Linked DNA regions of Mus musculus: regions 1, 2, 4, 5 and 6 are each linked to region 3. A link is a contact called in public Hi-C, HiChIP or PLAC-seq and promoter capture Hi-C data. All regions are on one chromosome and are shown on one strand. Each heading gives the region's core, a stretch centred on a gene start, on an enhancer-like site or on the middle of the called end of the contact. The rest is flanking DNA. Distances are from core to core; before and after follow the strand shown. Region 1 overlaps Grk3 (G protein-coupled receptor kinase 3). Region 2 holds the start of Crybb3 (crystallin, beta B3). Region 3 holds the start of Sez6l (seizure related 6 homolog like). Region 4 holds the start of Grk3 (G protein-coupled receptor kinase 3). Region 5 has its middle 8.2 kb from the start of Gm22740. Region 6 overlaps Grk3 (G protein-coupled receptor kinase 3).

Region 1 (2,700 bases), core at 171-2,670, 420 kb after region 3:
TACAAGTTGCCCCTGTCATGGTGTTTTACTTCAGCAACAGCTAAGATACCAGTATGCCCTGGGGGCAAAAAATGATACAACAGTGAGGGACCTGATTTCTGGAGTAAAATAATTCAAAATAATAATAAAATAACACGAGCGGCAGACCCAGGGATCTAGATGACCAGGCAAATATACAGGCCATAACTGAAATGCAAATTAAGGGGGAAGTTTTTAATGTTAAAATACCACCAGCTGTAATTGTCTCAAATCTCAGCACTCAGGGGCTGAGGCAGGAGGATCTTGAGTTTAGAGTCAGCCTGGGCTACATAGGGAGACTTTGGCAGAGGAGGGGAGGGGGAGGAGAGTGATCCACGTGTGAGTTGATTGAACATCTGAAGCAATTTGAATCTGAAGAGAGTCACGAGCTCTCTCATAAATGGTTGCAGAAAGAGCTAGGGGTGAAGACAACATGTCTGCCTGGATGTGTTTCTTAATAACTCAAGGGAAATGGGAGGTGGAGGGAAATGAAAATAGCCAGGTAATGCTAGCAGACAGACAAGGCAAGAATAGGGGTGCCAGCTTTCATGTGAAACGAACCAACCTATGCAACGAATACTGATTGGAGTCCAGTGGGTTCCTTAAAATTTAATGGCAGCTGGGTGGAGAGACAGGAGCACCGCCCATCAGGGCTATGGAGACCCTGCTGAGTGTACAGGACAGTCAGCTCCATGGATAAAATGTCTCTGCTGCTAAAGCGGCAAAAGGGCTGGCAAGATGGCTCAGCCAGTAAAGGTGATTGCTGCCAAGTCTGACAACCTAAGTTCAATACCCAGGACCCACATGGTGAAAGTAGATCCAAGCTGTCCTCTGACTTCAGTGCACACCCACACACACACAACTAATTAATTGAAGGACCAGCCACCTGATCTCCCCAGGCCATGGGAAGAGAGGGAAGTCGAAGTGCCTGTTGGAGAAGATTTAATGGCTGATCTAACTGTGTTGCTTCTACAGATAAAATCCACTAAGTTCCGCCTGAGGTCTGGCTGTTTTGTTATGGTGCATAAATATTTTACCCAGTAGGCATCACATTCCCATAAAAGTCTAGTTGCACAGGAAGCAGGTGGGGGAGACCAGGCCAGCTGGTGCATGCATGCAAGTGCTTTGCAAGCCACTCACACCCAGACTGCAGAGGCCACCATTCATCAGAGCTACAAGCAAACTGCGGGCCAGCTTCTTTTTAAAAAAAAAAAAAAAGAAAGAAAAGAAAAGACTCACTTCAAACTTTAAGCCCTTCAAAACGAAACCGCAGGATTTTGGCATTTTGTTTTTCAATGTACAGTTGCTAAAGATTTTCCACAAACAACTCATTAGGCATACAACCCAGAAGGAAATACCCAAAGTCACCATGGAAACTTGGTTCCACTGTTTAAAGCCACCAGACCACACAGGCTGCTCAATGTCTCACCATGAAGATGAGGGCCAGCTCTTCCCTGTTCTCCTCCATCCTCCTGCTCCTCCCTGGTCTCCTGCACCCCCCAGCTCCTCCCTGGTCTCCGGCATCCCCCTGCCCCTCCCTGATTTCCTGCTTCCTCCTGCTACACCCTGGTCTCCTGCATCCCCCAGCTCCTCCCTGATCTCCTCCATCCCCAGCTCCTCCCTGGTCTCCTCCATCCCCAGCTCCTCCCTGGTCTCCTCCATCTCCAGCTCCTTAGCACTGGATCTTACCTATAAATTCCACAGCCTTGAACAATCCAGCAGCCACAAGCCATTTGTTCTTGAGAACATACCAGCAAAATGACTTCAAAGCTCCTCGTGGTACTCCAACAAGATCTGAACAGTCAATACCAAGTCGTGTGTGTGTGTGTGTGTGTGTGTGTGTGTGTGTGTGTGCATGTGTGTGTGTGTGCATGCGTGTGTGTGTGTGTGTGTGTGTGTGTGATGCAAACATATGCCCACACACTCGTGTATTCAAGCATGTGAATGTAAGAGTCTATGGATTTCTTCGTCTATTTCTTCCTCTATTTCATGCCACCTTTGCATTTATGATTGATTGATTGATTGACTGACTGATTGATTGCAACAGGGCCTCACCATGTGGCCCTGGCTGGCCCGGAACTCAGAGAGATCCACCAGACTCTGTTTCCCAAGCACTAAAGGATGTATACCACCATACTCACAGCCCACACACTCCACCTCTTCTCAAACAGAGGCTCTCCCTGAGCTTGGAGCTCGAAAATTCCTTGAGACTAGCTGGCCATCCATCCAAAGGTGTCCTCCTGCCTCGACCCCCTGCCCCAGGATGACAGACAGGAACCATTGGGCATGTGAGTGTTGAAAATTCTGGATCTCCTGGTTGTACTGCCAGCTCATGAAAGCCAAGCCGTCTCCCCAGCCCCCTCCTCCCAAACATACTTGCATTTCACTAGAAATTTAAAAAAAAAGAAAAGAAAAGTCTCCACATATGGTTAACCCCAAACAGACTGCATCTGAAAGGTTAACAGCACCTGAGGCCATCTGTCCATCACATGTCGATCAGAACCACGGCTTTAAACTGGGTTCAAGAGTCGGTTTTATCCATGCAGCACCCAACTCATGAGCTGCTCTATCGCTGGCTACTAGGACACATCTCAGAGGAAGAATCTAAGCCTGGGTCTGTCTTATCTGGAAGACTCCAGGGCCATGGCTCATTAGAAGACACTTTTCTAAAGAGGTCCCAAG
Region 2 (2,700 bases), core at 145-2,644, 500 kb after region 3:
CCATCCACCAACCATGCTCAGGCCACCCGCTTTATCACGTGACAATTCTGGGACCGGGGACAACAGGCATCGCTTCCGGTTTTTTTGTTTTTGTTTTTGTTTTTTTGTTTTTTTGTTTTTAAAGATGAAGCTGTCAGCACCCAGAAACACCAAGCAACTCAAGCGAGGTCACACAGGAAAGGCGGAGCTTGAAGCCCACATCCCCCGAAGCCTGGTGCCCGGGAACTCCACTGGGTCAGTTGTAGCCCTCAGCCCTGGGCTCTAGGTCCCATCAAGATCCAGCCAGGTACCTTGTAGCTGCCCCCAAGGCCTCCATGGCTCTTGCCAGCTGCAGCCTGCTCAGGTGCTCCGTGCTGCTCCGCCATCTCTCTGGGGATACTTCTGCCTCAAACTGGAGGAGAACCAGGTCACCAGCTGCGGCCAGCAGGATCAGGGACTGGTGGGTTCCCACCCAAACAGCACTGAGGGCCAAGATCTATAATCAGTCAACAAACACCTCCTGGACACCTGCTTTGGGCCACGCATCTGGGCCAGTCAGTGGGACTGGGGAATCCCAGAGGCCCAGTAATGAAAGACCAGTTTACTGAGAACACAGGGAAGAAAGGACTTAAACTGGATGGCACTCTCCCCCCACCCCACACACACAACCAAATGCTCCCTGTAAAGGGCTGGGTATCTCTATGGGCTCTCTGCAGCCTCAGTGCCCAGGACTGGACCTCAGGACAGCCAGGGTGGACAGCAGACCACAGCAGGCAGGAAAAACAGACGGACTGAGCAGCCATTAAATGGGCCAGGTCTTTGGAAACCATCCCTGACCGTGAAGCTGACTATTGAGTGCTTACCGTGTTCTAGGCTCTCGCATAGTGGACCCTGGAAGTCTCTCTTAGCCTCAGGAGGCAGAGACCTAGGACACAGGTCTGCAGACATTTGCTCGCCAGCAAGGGTGTATGGGCGTGCACACACATGCACTGTCCTGCACAACACCTGTCCCCGACTGACCCGCTCCTCCCTCATGACACACTTGTGTGAGGTCCAGCAGCTTCTGCTCTGTATCTAACCTGCATCATTAGGACATGGGCCTTGGCCCACTTCATGGGGATGACCGGGTATTCCCTTTCTCAGAGCTGCCCACTCCTTGGTCCTCAGCCCACACAAACAATTGGGACCCAGCCTCGTGCTCAGACCCGCAGACAATACAGTTCACCAGCTCTGTCTGTGGCTGGGCCTAGTTGGCAGGCTTGGTTCCTGGAGGTCACCCTCCCTACCCTCGAGTGAGCCAGACAAGGGCCATGCACACCAGAGAGACCCGAGGTTGCACCTTCCTCAACAGTACACTCCCCCCTGCCTCACCCAGTCCAGTACAAACCTGCTTCCAGGACCAGTTGTCTCCAGACTGGCGTGCCTCCAAGGCTGGCCTATTTATGGGCATGTTCTGTTGGCCCAGCACATTACGGGATGCTGAGATAGCATCCTGTCCACCCGATCCTGTCCGGGCCATTTCATCCTAATGGTGTGTCCGGGAAGGCCCCCTAAGGCCAGTCACCTCTTGCACAAGTCTGATGACTTCCTGGGAACCGATGGCCTTTGCTGGCTTTGTGGGATGCTGGCCAGACTACACATGTCAATGATGAGACTGTGTTTGAAAGAGGCCACATCAGTTACTTGGGGGTCATAAAGCTGTTTGCTGTAGGCTCAAATCCTCAAGTCAGCCTACATCCCAATTTCGGATCCTTGGGGTGCCATTTTACAGATTCCACGACTGAGGCAAATCACTGAGTTCTTACGGTCAGAGCTACAAACTGAATTGAGTTTCAGTGTGTGAGTATGCATCGTGTATGTGGCTGAGTGAGCCTGGGTGCACACAGATGCCAGAAGAAGAGGCTGGTGCCCCCGCTTTACCCTGCTTTGCTGTATTCCCTTGAGACAGGGTCCCTCACTGAAAACGGAGCTAGATCCACAGCCAGCCCCAGCAATCTTCCTGTCTCCATCCCCAACCACTGACACAAAGTTTCTCTGTATAGCCCTGGCTGTCCTGGAACGCACTCTATAGACCAGGCTGACCTTGAACTCAGAAATCCACCTGCCTCTGCCTCCCAAGTGCTGGGATTAAAAGCGTGTGTCGTCACTGCCCAGTTCACCACTGGCTTTTCGTGGGGTGCTGGAGATTTGAACTCTGCTCCTTGTGCTTGCACGACCACTTAGCCATCGTCCCAGGCCCATAAACAAATGTACTGGTTAGCACTAAGTCACTGTGGCTAAAATGTCTGACAGAAACAAGGGTGGACAGTTTATTTTGGCTGGCAGTTTTAGACGACTGAAGCCAAGGTTGCTGGTTGCCACATATTTGTAGAGAGTGTCATGACATGGGGCGTGTAGTAGACAAAGTTCTTTGTTTTGAGGCAAGATACCGAAGCAAGGAGACGGACATGGGAAGGGGGCAGGGACAGGACGCTCTGGAGGACCAGACCCCAGCTGCTTCTTCCAGTCAGACCAGCTCCTAAAAGCTCCAGTTTCCAAAAATGGCACTTGCACTTCTGTCTGTCTGGAAGCCAGATGCTCTACGCATGAGATTGTGGGGGACATTCCGTGACAGTACAGGGTTTCTTCTTCCTGTAGCTCAGAGGCTGTATGCTGGCTTAGCACGAGGGAGGCCTGTGTTCCTCCACACAAATCAACCAGCCGCAGATCATCACTGACGGG
Region 3 (2,700 bases), core at 195-2,694:
CCAGATGGACGGGGGTGCTGGGGAGTGGGGTAAGCGCTCCATGCTGTGGTCAGCTCAGGCAGGCTCCAAGCTTTGTTTTGTAAGTTACCACGGGAGGAAACAAGAGTCACACCTTGCCAAGAGAATGAGAGGTTAAGTGATCCAACCCCAATAGCTGACACCGTGGGCTCTCCTGGTGTCTTTAGCTCTGGTGGCTGGGGGTGGGATCAGCTTTGGGTGAGTTATTTGCCTCCCTCTTCTCTTCACCTCAGCATCTCACTGTAACTTCCTGGGACCCTAGCAGGGTGGAGCAAAGGTGTGACTCCAGGCAGGTGAAGGAACCGACAATCTCGACAATCTCCATAAACTCAGACCCCCTTCCCTTCCTAAGCAGCAAGCACGTGGGTTTCACCAGCACCCTCTCTTCACTCCTAATATCGATGAAGCTGTAGAGGGATAAAGGGGGCCAAGCCCCTGGGGTTCTAATATCTCTCTTCTCACCAAGTTCTGGGAGCCTTGAGCTCTCCTCCATCCGAAGAAGCCACACCCAAGTCCAATTTCCTGACACCTGGCTGGGACCTATCCAGGAGACAGCCCCTCCGGATAGTCCGAGACAGCGTGGGATGGTGGGATGGGAGGGAGTCTGGTTCTGGAGACAGGCAGTCAGCTGTCCGCTTCCTATACCTATCCTCTTCCACAGAGCCTGGCAGAATAACCTGGCAGCCAGCCCCGGGTGCAGTTGCAGAGAGCTTCCAGAATCTGAAGGTTTGGAGAGGACCCCACTCCCAAGAGCTTCTCCCGGAAGCGTCTCCAGACTGCAAACGGGAGCCCAGAGACCGACGAAGGACCCGCAGCCTAAGGCGAGAGTCCTTCAGATGCGTCCCCGCCTCCGCGCTCCGGCAGGGACGAGGTGCCCAGCCCGGTATCCGGGCGGTCCCGCGGGTGGCGCGTGTGTTCCCAGACCAGTCGAGACCCCCGACTGCTCGGGTCAGCCGCAACAACTTTACCCTCTTTGGGCCGGGGCCCTCGGGGTGCTTACCTTCCGCCTGAGCTGCCGCGGGGCTCCCCAGAAGGAAGGCGACAAGGAACAGAGAGATCCTGTCGGGTCCCGCGGCTTGTGGCCGTGCCACGGGCATCGTAGCTACGGAGCTGGGGTCGGCGCAGAGAGATCCGTGTGGTCGGTCCAGGCAGAGGGATCCGTGCGGTGGAGTCCGGGCAGAAGGATTCGAGCAGCCGGAATCAGGCAGTGCTATCCAGGGAGAGAGAGAGAGATGGACAGAAGGCTCCAAGCAGCCGGATCCCAGACCGAGGTCCAGACAGACAGAGGGATTGGTGCAGCGGGGTTCAGGCAATGGGATCCAGGCAGAGGGATCTGGGCAGTAGGATCAGGGCAGCGGCTCCTGGCGGACGCGCAGCTCGCCGTGGCTCTGGCCGAGCTGCACCGGGCGCGGGCGACGGACGAGTGAGGAGGAGCCGCGGGCGGCGAGCGAGCGGAGGGCGGGGGCTGGTGCCCGAGCGAGAGAGGGAGCAGGAGAGAGAGAGAGAGCGAACCAGCGAGCGAGCGAGGGAAGTGAGCGCGAGGAGGCGGCCGAGGGCCGTTCCGGGGGCAGCCTGGCCCTTAGGCCCTGAGAAGTTAGTGATATCGCCCGGTCCCGGGTGGGCTCAGGGTCCCTACTCTTTTTGCGGATGCTGGGACGGTCAGACGAGGCGGAAGAGCGCCCGATGTGTCCTTGCGAACCCAGTCGGCGAACAGCCTGACCTGTATCCCCACTATACAGCCCTCTCTGGCCCCTGAGGTCCCCACCCGCATCCACCTTTCCCTCCCCTATCCGCCAAATGCATTGGTGCTTCCACAGAGAGTCCCAGTGACCTAGGAAGCCACACCGACTGCATCCAGGGACATTGTTGGACCAATGCACAGGACCACAGGATCCTCTGTCTGATACCAAGTGGTTCTTCACCCTGGAAACGCCCAGCCACAGACTCCTGGGTCCATGTTATGATTTCAGCTACATTAGCACTCTCAACAGCGCTCTGCAGATCCGCCAGGCTTCCAGAGCCGAAGCCCCGTTTCCCTCCCCCGCCAGTGGAAGCTTTGGTTCCAGGCCCATCCTCTGGCGGCCTCTGTCCAGTTGAGATTCTCTAGCAGCGTGTCTTTCTTCCACAAACAGAGGAGACGGGGCGCAGTGGGTGAGGAAGACAAGAAGCCACTTATAGCCAGGCATTGGCCAAGGGCCAACTGGAAGATACCTCACACCAAGGGAGACAGCTCTCCTTGTTCTGCTGAGTCTCACAGCCCCAGCTGGCTTCCCAGGCCCCTCACCCCAAGTTAGAAGCCCTCCCCTCCCCCACTCCACCTTGCCACTCCGCTCAAGCAGGGAGCAGATGGAAAGAAGGTTGTAGCAATTGGGGGTGGGGGGGGGGATGTCTTTAGCAGAGTGGAGAGACTGGGAATCTCTGAAAACAACGTAGGGGAGGGGAGCATTGGAGGTGGGAGGAGCGAAGGAGGACTATTCTGGTCCTGGTTCCAAATGCCCCTGTCACTCATTTACTCTTGGGATGCTCTTTGCTTGAAGCTCAGATTATCAGGTGATGGAGAGACCCCCAGTTCATATCAGGTCTCAGGAAGTGGGGATTTGAGAAGGACATGCAGAAGACCTGGGTCCTCCTCTAGAGGGCTAGCAGCAGGCCATCCAGTAACCCCTGAGGAATAGAAGCATA
Region 4 (2,700 bases), core at 163-2,662, 440 kb after region 3:
GTGACTTGGGGAGCCCTGGGTCTGGTCCCTCCCACTTACTGAAGATTTCAATCAAGTCCTGTTTTCAGTGAGTCTCAGACAGGCTGAACTCCAGGAAGGCAAGCACTGTCCAGTCCACCCAAGTGTCCCCTTGTGCCTGCTCCACTCCGCAAGGAGCAACACACCCCCCAAAAAAAACAGCGAAGGGCCAAGGCTTGCAAGGGAAGGCAAGCCAAAAATACCCAGCCAGCGCAGCTGTGTGTACAGTGTGACTCTTCCTAGCAAACACGGCACGGGGATTTGATGTTTCCTGGATCACGGGGCTCACAAACACGATCGGGAAAAAAAATAATAATCTGACCATTGTTCGGTATTGAAAGGTTCTCTGAGGGCTATGCATACTGCTAAGGAGACAGACGGTTTACCTGGCGTGTGTGAAGCCCTGGGTCCCATCTCCAGGACCTCAAAAAATTAGACGAGTAAATGTGTATATTTTCTCTCACATGAAGGTAGGTAACACTGCCGCCACATGGGCGTGTCACGCTTGACCATTTGAAAGGGGATGCAGCTTTGGTTTAGAGCCTTACAGAATTGCATGGTTCAGGGGTGGCTGTAAAGTCCGAGCCAATTTTTTCATCAACTCAAGGAAGCCACACCAGCTAAGCAACTGGCAGTGGGGTCAATTAAGAAGTGACACACAGCCCCACTCTGGAACACCGCCTAGAACTCCCCGGGACAAGTACAGCTCTAAGAGGCCATCACACCTCAGAAAAATCAATAATAAATCAGTCGTGATATTAAGAGCAACTTGGCAGCGAGCGGCCAGCCGGAGCCGGTGCAGCGGGAACCTCCAGTCTTGCAAGACCAGGCTAGGCTCAAGTGGCTCTCCTGTCATCCTTCCCAGAAAGGGCAGGCCGCCAGGGGTCCAAGTTGAGGAAAGTGGCTCAGGTAATGGCGCTGGTGACAGAACTGAGAACTCAAGGTCTACTTACTACTGCAAGGGGCCAGAGGACAGGGGCAGGGGGGCTGAGAGACAGACAGCCCTGCAACCAGCCTGGGACAGCGGGACGGAGGGGACTGGCGGGCGGACCAGAAAAGGAGGGAGAGGACCAGAGGGGACAAGAGGGGACTGGAGGGAACTGGCGGGGGAGGGGGGGGAGGGGGAAGGTGAGGGAGAGGACCAGGAGGGATCCGGAAGGGACCTGAGAGGGAGGGAAAGAACCGAAGGAGACTGGATAGGGCGGAGAGGGCCAGAGCAGTACCTGGGCTCCGGCAGGACGACCTTCTTGCTGGCGCGCGCGGCCGGCGCCGTCTTGCTCTTCTCCATGGCCATCAGGTAGCTGACGTCGGCCAGCACGGCCTCCAGGTCCGCCATGGCGGCTCCGCAGCTCCCGCCGCCCCGACGGGGCCACGGCGCGCCCGACGCGCGACCCCGACGCGGACCCCGACGCACCGCCCCTTCCGCGGCTCCGCGCCCCAGCCCGGCGCGCCCCCAACCGTCCGCGGCCACGCGCTCCTGACCCAGCCTCTCAGGCACCAGGGACTTCCTCTCCCTCCTCCTCTCCCTCTCCCTCCTCCTCTCTTCTCTCTCCTCTCCTCCTTTTCCTCTCTTTCTCACCCTTAGCTCTCTAAGCACAGTCCAGATGCCCAGTACTGAGTGGACACTCCAGGAGGTCTCCAATAGCACACTGTCCTGGAGAGGACGCTTCAAGAGGTATCCTGGAGTAGTCCCACCTGCTCTTTCGAATGATTGCCAAATAGAGGTCAGAGCTACAGCAGGGGGTGTCTCCAGCCATTAGCCCCACCCTAGACCTCCCTCTGAGAACCAAGCCAAGAGACACCAGCATAGAAGAGAAAGTTGCTTGGCTCCCGCCATGCAGGGTGAAGTGGGGTGAGAGTCCTGCCCTGGAGCAGCGCTGTCCCAGGGGACCCAGTTGATGGAAGCACTCTAGGTTCAAGGTCATAACTGGCTTGCATTCAGGTGAAAGGCCTCAGGGTGTGTGTCCAGTTGGGGGGCGGGGGGGTTAAGGTATCCTAGCTTCTGCAGGCTCTCTACCAACTCAAGAACCACAAGAGGAAGTGCCCCTATGAGAGTGCAGAGCCTCCTGGGTTTTCAGGGAAGTGGAAGGGCTGAGACTTGATTCTGGGCAGTAGGGAATTCCCAACCCTGCCTAGGTCACTATTTCATTTCTCTGCAGCTGGGCACAGGGGTCCACATTCAAAATCCATGTGGTACCTGTTAAGGGATCAGGAAATCTGCAGACATCATAAGCTTGCAGGGCCTTTATCCAAATTGCCATACATCACTGTGAACCCGGGATTGGCCAGGGTTAGAGTGAACTGTTGGGGGTTTACAGTCACGTTTTTTGATTAGTTCTCCTGCTTTTGTTTTCTGTCTATTCTGTTTCCCAAAGGACTAGTTTTACCAGAAGTTTCTCAATCCCCAAGGCACAGTATTTAGAGGGACTAGAAAAGGTATAGGTGGGAAGGGGTGGGAACATCCTGAAGGAGTTGGGTCTGCCACAGACAGCCCACATCACCGCTATAGTGCCCACTGTATAATGGGGCAGAGACAGGGAGAGCCAAGCCTTCAGTTGAATTTGCCAGTTCCATTCACTTTTTCACCCAAATATGGGAGCATAGATGCCTTGTCTACCCAGTGAGGAGAGAGGGGTAAGTTCCCCCCAAAACACATTGCTCCTTCATGTCTGAATATTGTTT
Region 5 (2,700 bases), core at 128-2,627, 460 kb after region 3:
CACATCACATCTGTGGTCAAGAGGAGAGGAGAGAGAATTCTTGCACGCTCCCTTTCTTGTACCAGGTTCCATTCCTCCTCTGGTAGGCAATCCAGGTTCCCCTGCCTAAGGAATGGTGCTGCCCATAGTGGGTGGGGTCTTCCTACATCGGTGAAGACACTCCCCGTGGACATGCCAACAGGCTACCCAGTGTAGACTTCTCCCATATGATTTTAAGTAGAATCAAGTTGCTACAGAACATCCTTAAGCCAAATCTAAAGTCCAAAATGTCCTGAACTTGGAAGCTGCCCATCACCAATTCATAGGTATCTCAGGGCTAATAATTTGGAGTCCTTTGAGCAAGTACACAGGAGTGGTATAGCTGGGTCTCGGAGTAGTTCTGTTCTCAGCCTTTTGAGAAACCTTTGTACTGGTTTGCATGGTGTCTGCAGTCAGTCATTCACATTTGTCAGCAGAATCTATGGGTTTCCTTCTCTCTGTTTCCTCTCCAACATTTGCTCTCTTTTGTTTTTCTGATGACAGCCAGTCTGGCTGGGGCTAGAAGGAATCTCAATGTGTTCTTAATTTGCATTTCCCTGATGGCTAGTGGTGTTGAACATTTTCATGCAATTGCTGGCAGTTCCGAGTGGATCAAAGACCTCAGCTTCAGACCTAGAACTCTAAAACTGTCAGAGAGGGGGGGAAAAAACCACAGAAACCACTTCAAGATATACAGACGCAGCCAGGGTCTTTCTGCAAAAGACTCAGACAGGAAAGAGACAAGAGCCAATGAGTGGGCATTGTAAGACTACAAAGTTTCCATCCAGCAAAGAAACAGCTGAGTGAGAGGCAGCCCACAAGACAGGCGGAGAAAAACAACGTTGCCACCTACAACCTAGAATATACAAATAAATCAGAAGGGTAACTGCCAAGAAATCAAACTACTCGCCTGGCAAACTGGATACTGAAATGGACAGATGGGCCTGAGGAGCTGAGGGGCACCGGGGTGCTGATCCATCCCGTGGTCTGGTGTGGAAATGACCCTGTGTGGCATCACACGTGTGCCAGAAAAGCTTCCAAGTTCAGAACATTTTGGACTTTAGATTTGGCTTAAGGATGTTCTGTGGCTCACATGCCACCATAGACAGACAGTCCCTAAGAGAGGTGTCATGGCTACAAACAGCAAGCACTGCCCTCTCCTCCCCACCCCCATCCTCCTGCTCCACACTGGCTCTCCCTATCTCTGTCCCCTGGGCAAGCAGCCACCCAGAAGCCTCTTTACCTTGCTTGAGTCCTCACTTCCTGGATAAATACAGCTGATGTCTGACACTCCTTCAGCACTTAAATGCCGTCAGCATACAGTATTACCCAATAAATAAATATTTGCGAGTGTAAAATAAATCTTCTGGGGCCTTGTGCTACCCACTCTTCCTGGATACTTTACTTTCATTTTCAGTGGGCTGTGAGGTAGATGCTAGTTTTCATTTGTACTTTACAGATCAGGACTCAGGCTCAGAGACAGAAGGAAAGAAACTTGCCCAAGGTCCCTCTGCTGGGACAGGAGCACAGACATGCCTGATCTATGCTCAGGTCACGGTCACGGTGTTGTGCTTGGATTACTCCTGGTACCCTCCCCATCACCACTCATTCAGAGATTTTATTTCTGTTTCCAGTTATGTGCAGTATACGTGGACTTGTGCGCATATGTGAAGTAAACTCAGAAGCCAGAAGAGGGCTTGGGAGCCCCTAGAGCCAGAGTTGCAGGTGACTGTGAGCCGGCTCGATGTGGGTGCTGGGGACTGAGCTCAGGTCCTCTGGAAGAGCAGCGAGTGCTCTTAGCTGCACCCCAGCATTGGCCTGGCACATACAAAACCACAGCTTGCATACCCAGAATTGGATCTGCTTTTCTGAAGAAAGGTTGCACACAGCTTCTAGCAAATTTTCAAGAGACCATGGACCACCCAAAAAGCACGAAGAGCCACACACCGACTTATAAAGAAAAAATCCAAGTATGTCTGTTCACGGGTGTGAGTGTGGGCGTGTCACAGCATGTGTGTAAGGTCAGAGGATGACTGGGGGGGCGGGCCTCTTCTTCCACTTTAAGGGGTCAGGCCTCTCCTTCCACTATGGTTCAAACAGGATCCCTGCCAGGCTAACTGGCTCTCCTCCCTCCCCTCCCATCTCCACATAGGAGCACTGGGATTACCACCTCCTGCCACATGGGTTCTGGAAACTTTAACTCCTCATGTTTTAGGACCAGGGCTTTACCCAATGAGCTAACCCTTTGCTGCTGCCACGTGATGGCTTTAATGTCCTCCATGTTCAGGATCCACAACTTGAGCTGAAAGGGTTTTCCCCTCCCCCCTCCCATCCCCTCCCTCTCCCCTGCCTCTTCCCCTCCTCCTCCTCCCTCCCCCTCCCCCTTCTCTCCCTTCCTCCCCCTCAGGAGGCAAATGTTAACTTCAAATTTAAAATTTAGAATCCAAATTGAATAGCCACAGGTGCTCTGAAAATAAGCCCCAGGGATGGATGGCCTTAGCATCTGCCCTCAAAAAAATTCAAGATAGATACGGGAAAAAAAATCAGAAATGAGCATGAGTGACTTTGATTGCTTTCTCCTTCTGTGTCTTAGAGGAAAGCCTTGGACTTGCTTTGTAACCTGGTGATCTTGAACCTTGACCCCTGTGCCTCAGCTTCTCAGTGTTTTCCTGTACCAGCTAT
Region 6 (2,700 bases), core at 182-2,681, 360 kb after region 3:
GTGTGAGAGGCAGAAGCATCCAGGGTTCAAGGCCACCCTCAGCTAGGCGGGCACTCCAGTCAAGCACGGACTGCTGGAGACACCATCGAACATAAAATAATAAAGACTGAGCACACAGGAGACAGCCTTCTCTTGTTCCTGGCAACACCCTGCTTGGAATCAGTACACTTCACACTCGGACGCTCTCTTTTGTATAGATCCTCAGAAATGTCATTGCGTTGAGGTCCGGAGAGAAGGATGCCAAGCCACACTGCCAGTCTGTCTGTCTGTTGCCCTGCCGTCTCAACCCCATGGTGTTTCTCACAGGGTGAGGGACTTCTGAGGACCTTGAACTTAAATGTATGCTCGTGGCTGTGAGTGCAAAGCCTTGACCTCTGACACGGTGCAAAAGTCATCCCAAAATCCTGCTGAAATGTATCAGTCATGTGAGAAGGTGGGGTCTTTCAAAGTCCAGGTCAGGAGGGGGCTGCAGCCCCAGGAAGGGATTGAGTTAGAGAGGTGAATCTGGCTTCCAGGACTGTCCTCGCTCCCCTCTCCTGCTGTCTCACACGGTACCCTGGCCAGAGTCTTTAATGGTGGTATAGAAGGTCCCTCAGGTTGCTGGCTAAATGCTCTTTCAGGAGCACAAGCCCAAATAAATCCTGTCTGCTATAATTCTGTTATGATTCTGTTTCGATTGCACAAAACAGTCAGAGTCAGAGAAAGCCTCAGGTCCTTCCTATGCCAACCCTCCCGCCCATCCCTAGATCCACAGGTCTCTTTAACAAGTTCAGCAGGAACACATCTGAGCCAGCAAGCATCATGGGAAGCTGGGTCTCCAGCTCTTCACCCTTGCGCTGCCTCATGGGTAACACTTGAGTGTTCTCATCCAGCTCCCCGCACATGTGCTGCCAATACGGTCTTGATTACTCTTTGTGAACCAAGTCTGGGATTTGGCTTTCTATTTCTAAAAATGTTAAAGGGGGTGGGGGGCTACCCTCAGATAGTAACATCTCTATTTTGAGAAGGAGTGGCACTCGCAGACCACAGATGGCAGCCGTTCCCTGATACAGGCTCTGTAAATAGGTGTCCTGCACCAGGCTGTCATCAACCCCGAGTGCAGGACACACTCCCCAGCACCAGGCGGCTTCTGACCACAGTGGAGAAACTCGGGAGAGAGTCCAGACCCCAGCACAAGTACAGAGCTCTTAATTAGATACCGTAGCACTGAGCACACACCACCTACACCTGCCAGGAGGCCCACACACTCCTACCACAGATGCTTCAAACCCACAGGGTTGACACTGAGCCCAAACCAATATGACATTATGATTAAACACTCCCACAATTTAATTTCAGAAGGCAAGAGAGACTGTGTGTCATATCAAATATGCCTTTGGGAGTTTAAGCCAATAACAGTGAAACAGCTACAAATGGTCCCATCTCCCCTATGGAAGAAAGTCAGTAATTCCAGGGGCACTTAACCCCGCCCCCAGGCCACAGCCCAGCCAGATGGAAGACACATGCGGGGGAGGAGCCTTCCCCAGAGGGAGAGTTCTTGGTTCCCACAATTCTGCTGGGGACAGGGACTCTCCTGTGCACTTGGGTACTTGAGTAGTGCCCATGCATCCAAGCTATGACAACCAAAACTGTCCCCAAGGAGTGCAGAGCATCCCTGGAGATTGGAGCCGAGGGTTGCTGGTTGTCTGGCTATGGCTGCCCTAAGATGGGCTAGGAAAGGAACAGGCTGCCCCAGGTGAGCAGGATCCCACCAGGCCAAGCTCTGTGTACTCAGTGTCCTGCCCCAGACATTGTCTCTCCTCAGAGCCGATGAAGGGCAGCTTCGGAGCCTCTTGTGCAAGATGCAGAACAGTGCCGAGCCTCCCTGAGTGCAGATTCGTGGGTGGCGTTTCCTGTCATTTACAGCTGGGGTAAGGAAGGCCCCCAGCCTAGTTGCTCCTCCTTTAAGATGTCTTTATTTGTGTGTGTACTGTATGTGCAAGTGTGCTTTATGTTCACATGCACTGTATGTGCACATGTACTGTATGTGCATGTATGCTTCATGTATATGTGTAAGTTATGTGCATGTATACTTTATGTTCGCTTGCATGCATCTATGCACCATGTGCCCACAGGGCCAGCTGTGGCCAGAGAAATGAGCCAGAGTCCCTGGAACTGCAGTGACAGGTGGCCATGGGCGGATAGGTGGGTGCTGGGAATCAAACCGGAGTCCTCTGTCAGAACAGTGACTGCCCCTCACCCTGAGCCATCTCTCCAGCCTCAGGTCCTCCTTCTGCAAACACACCATACAGCCATGCACAGGAAAGGTCCCTGTGAGCATTGGTTCAGCCTGAAGCATGCCCCTCCGAGAGCAAAACCCCATCCTGTGCCTGGAATGGATGTCCCTGCACTGTCTGCACAGACTCTATAATGCTGTTGTGTCCCTCCAACCCTCTGCCACTGAGGCTCAGGCGCATGGTGCCTTTCTGTGGGCCTCTTGCTTCTGTCTCTGTCCCTCTGACACTATATACGGTGTCTCGGAGTTTTAATGCTGTGGACAGACACCATGACCAAGGCAAGTCTTATAAGGGACAATATTTAATTGGGGCTGGCTTACATGATCAGAGGTTCAGTCCATTATCATCAAGGTGGGAGCATGGCAGCATCCAGGCAGGCATGGTACAGGAGGAGCTCAGAGTTCTACACCTCCATCTGAAGTTG

What was found. Promoter capture Hi-C pulls out the DNA fragments that hold promoters and counts their contacts. Hi-C and Micro-C count contacts between places; a contact is called where the count stands out from the background. HiChIP or PLAC-seq counts read pairs in DNA pulled down with a chosen protein or histone mark.
Region 1: a contact with region 3 is called in a promoter capture Hi-C map of hippocampal neurons, with 2.3 times the contacts expected there. The contact joins the enhancer-like site here to the promoter of Sez6l in region 3. A contact is called at or near these places in 5 of 39 promoter capture datasets (the SN4741 cell line, cranial neural crest, embryonic stem cells and 2 more) and 5 of 115 datasets of contacts at active chromatin or transcription factors (embryonic basal ganglia, embryonic hindbrain, embryonic midbrain and 2 more).
Region 2: a contact with region 3 is called in a promoter capture Hi-C map of hippocampal neurons, with 8 times the contacts expected there. The contact joins the promoter of Crybb3 here to the promoter of Sez6l in region 3. A contact is called at or near these places in 16 of 39 promoter capture datasets (3T3-L1-derived adipocytes, the SN4741 cell line, cranial neural crest and 9 more), 1 of 15 datasets of contacts at CTCF or cohesin (embryonic stem cells), 2 of 484 Hi-C or Micro-C datasets (cerebellum and embryonic stem cells), 12 of 115 datasets of contacts at active chromatin or transcription factors (VIP interneurons, embryonic basal ganglia, embryonic forebrain and 6 more) and 2 of 9 other capture datasets (embryonic stem cells and macrophages).
Region 4: an H3K4me3 HiChIP or PLAC-seq map of forebrain shows a contact between it and region 3, with 4 times the contacts expected there. The contact joins the promoter of Grk3 here to the promoter of Sez6l in region 3. A contact is called at or near these places in 5 of 39 promoter capture datasets (cranial neural crest, embryonic stem cells and hippocampal neurons), 1 of 15 datasets of contacts at CTCF or cohesin (the NIH/3T3 cell line), 1 of 484 Hi-C or Micro-C datasets (cortical neurons), 6 of 115 datasets of contacts at active chromatin or transcription factors (embryonic basal ganglia, embryonic forebrain, embryonic hindbrain and 3 more) and 1 of 9 other capture datasets (adipose tissue).
Region 5: a contact with region 3 is called in an H3K4me3 HiChIP or PLAC-seq map of forebrain, with 6 times the contacts expected there. The contact joins the enhancer-like site here to the promoter of Sez6l in region 3. A contact is called at or near these places in 10 of 39 promoter capture datasets (3T3-L1-derived adipocytes, the SN4741 cell line, cranial neural crest and 6 more), 2 of 484 Hi-C or Micro-C datasets (the N1E-115 cell line and forebrain) and 8 of 115 datasets of contacts at active chromatin or transcription factors (SST interneurons, embryonic basal ganglia, embryonic forebrain and 5 more).
Region 6: a contact with region 3 is called in a Hi-C map of cortical neurons, with 2.0 times the contacts expected there. The contact joins the enhancer-like site here to the promoter of Sez6l in region 3. A contact is called at or near these places in 3 of 39 promoter capture datasets (the 3T3-L1 cell line, hippocampal neurons and stem cell-derived epiblast-like cells), 2 of 484 Hi-C or Micro-C datasets (both in cortical neurons), 2 of 115 datasets of contacts at active chromatin or transcription factors (embryonic forebrain and forebrain) and 2 of 9 other capture datasets (adipose tissue and pancreatic islet).

What each region holds. Positions count from the first base shown.
Region 1 is chr5:112,996,526-112,999,225 of GRCm38.p6, forward strand. All of the region lies in intron 1 of Grk3 (G protein-coupled receptor kinase 3), which reads right to left. Among named protein-coding and RNA genes, the nearest start is that of Grk3, 18 kb to the right of the region's middle. Within about 2 kb of position 1,421, at least 16 of the 459 cell types and tissues checked have an H3K27ac peak or open chromatin away from gene starts, as enhancers often do. A contact at or near this core is called in hippocampal neurons, where this site is marked.
Region 2 is chr5:113,080,190-113,082,889 of GRCm38.p6, forward strand. It overlaps Crybb3 (crystallin, beta B3), which reads right to left and starts at 1,395. Exons shown (of 6, transcript NM_021352.3): 1 at 1,367-1,395; 2 at 291-461. The coding sequence starts at 365.
Region 3 is chr5:112,575,754-112,578,453 of GRCm38.p6, forward strand. It overlaps Sez6l (seizure related 6 homolog like), which reads right to left and starts at 1,445. Exons shown (of 17, transcript NM_001253916.1): 1 at 1,019-1,445. The coding sequence starts at 1,115.
Region 4 is chr5:113,014,126-113,016,825 of GRCm38.p6, forward strand. It overlaps Grk3 (G protein-coupled receptor kinase 3), which reads right to left and starts at 1,413. Exons shown (of 21, transcript NM_177078.4): 1 at 1,242-1,413. The coding sequence starts at 1,354.
Region 5 is chr5:113,034,599-113,037,298 of GRCm38.p6, forward strand. No RefSeq gene overlaps it. Among named protein-coding and RNA genes, the nearest start is that of Gm22740, 8.2 kb to the right of the region's middle. Within about 2 kb of position 1,378, at least 86 of the 459 cell types and tissues checked have an H3K27ac peak or open chromatin away from gene starts, as enhancers often do. A contact at or near this core is called in the N1E-115 cell line, forebrain and neural progenitor cells, where this site is marked.
Region 6 is chr5:112,932,215-112,934,914 of GRCm38.p6, forward strand. The region is part of intron 13 of Grk3 (G protein-coupled receptor kinase 3); the gene reads right to left. Among named protein-coding and RNA genes, the nearest start is that of Myo18b, 37 kb to the left of the region's middle. Within about 2 kb of position 1,432, at least 21 of the 459 cell types and tissues checked have an H3K27ac peak or open chromatin away from gene starts, as enhancers often do. A contact at or near this core is called in cortical neurons, where this site is marked.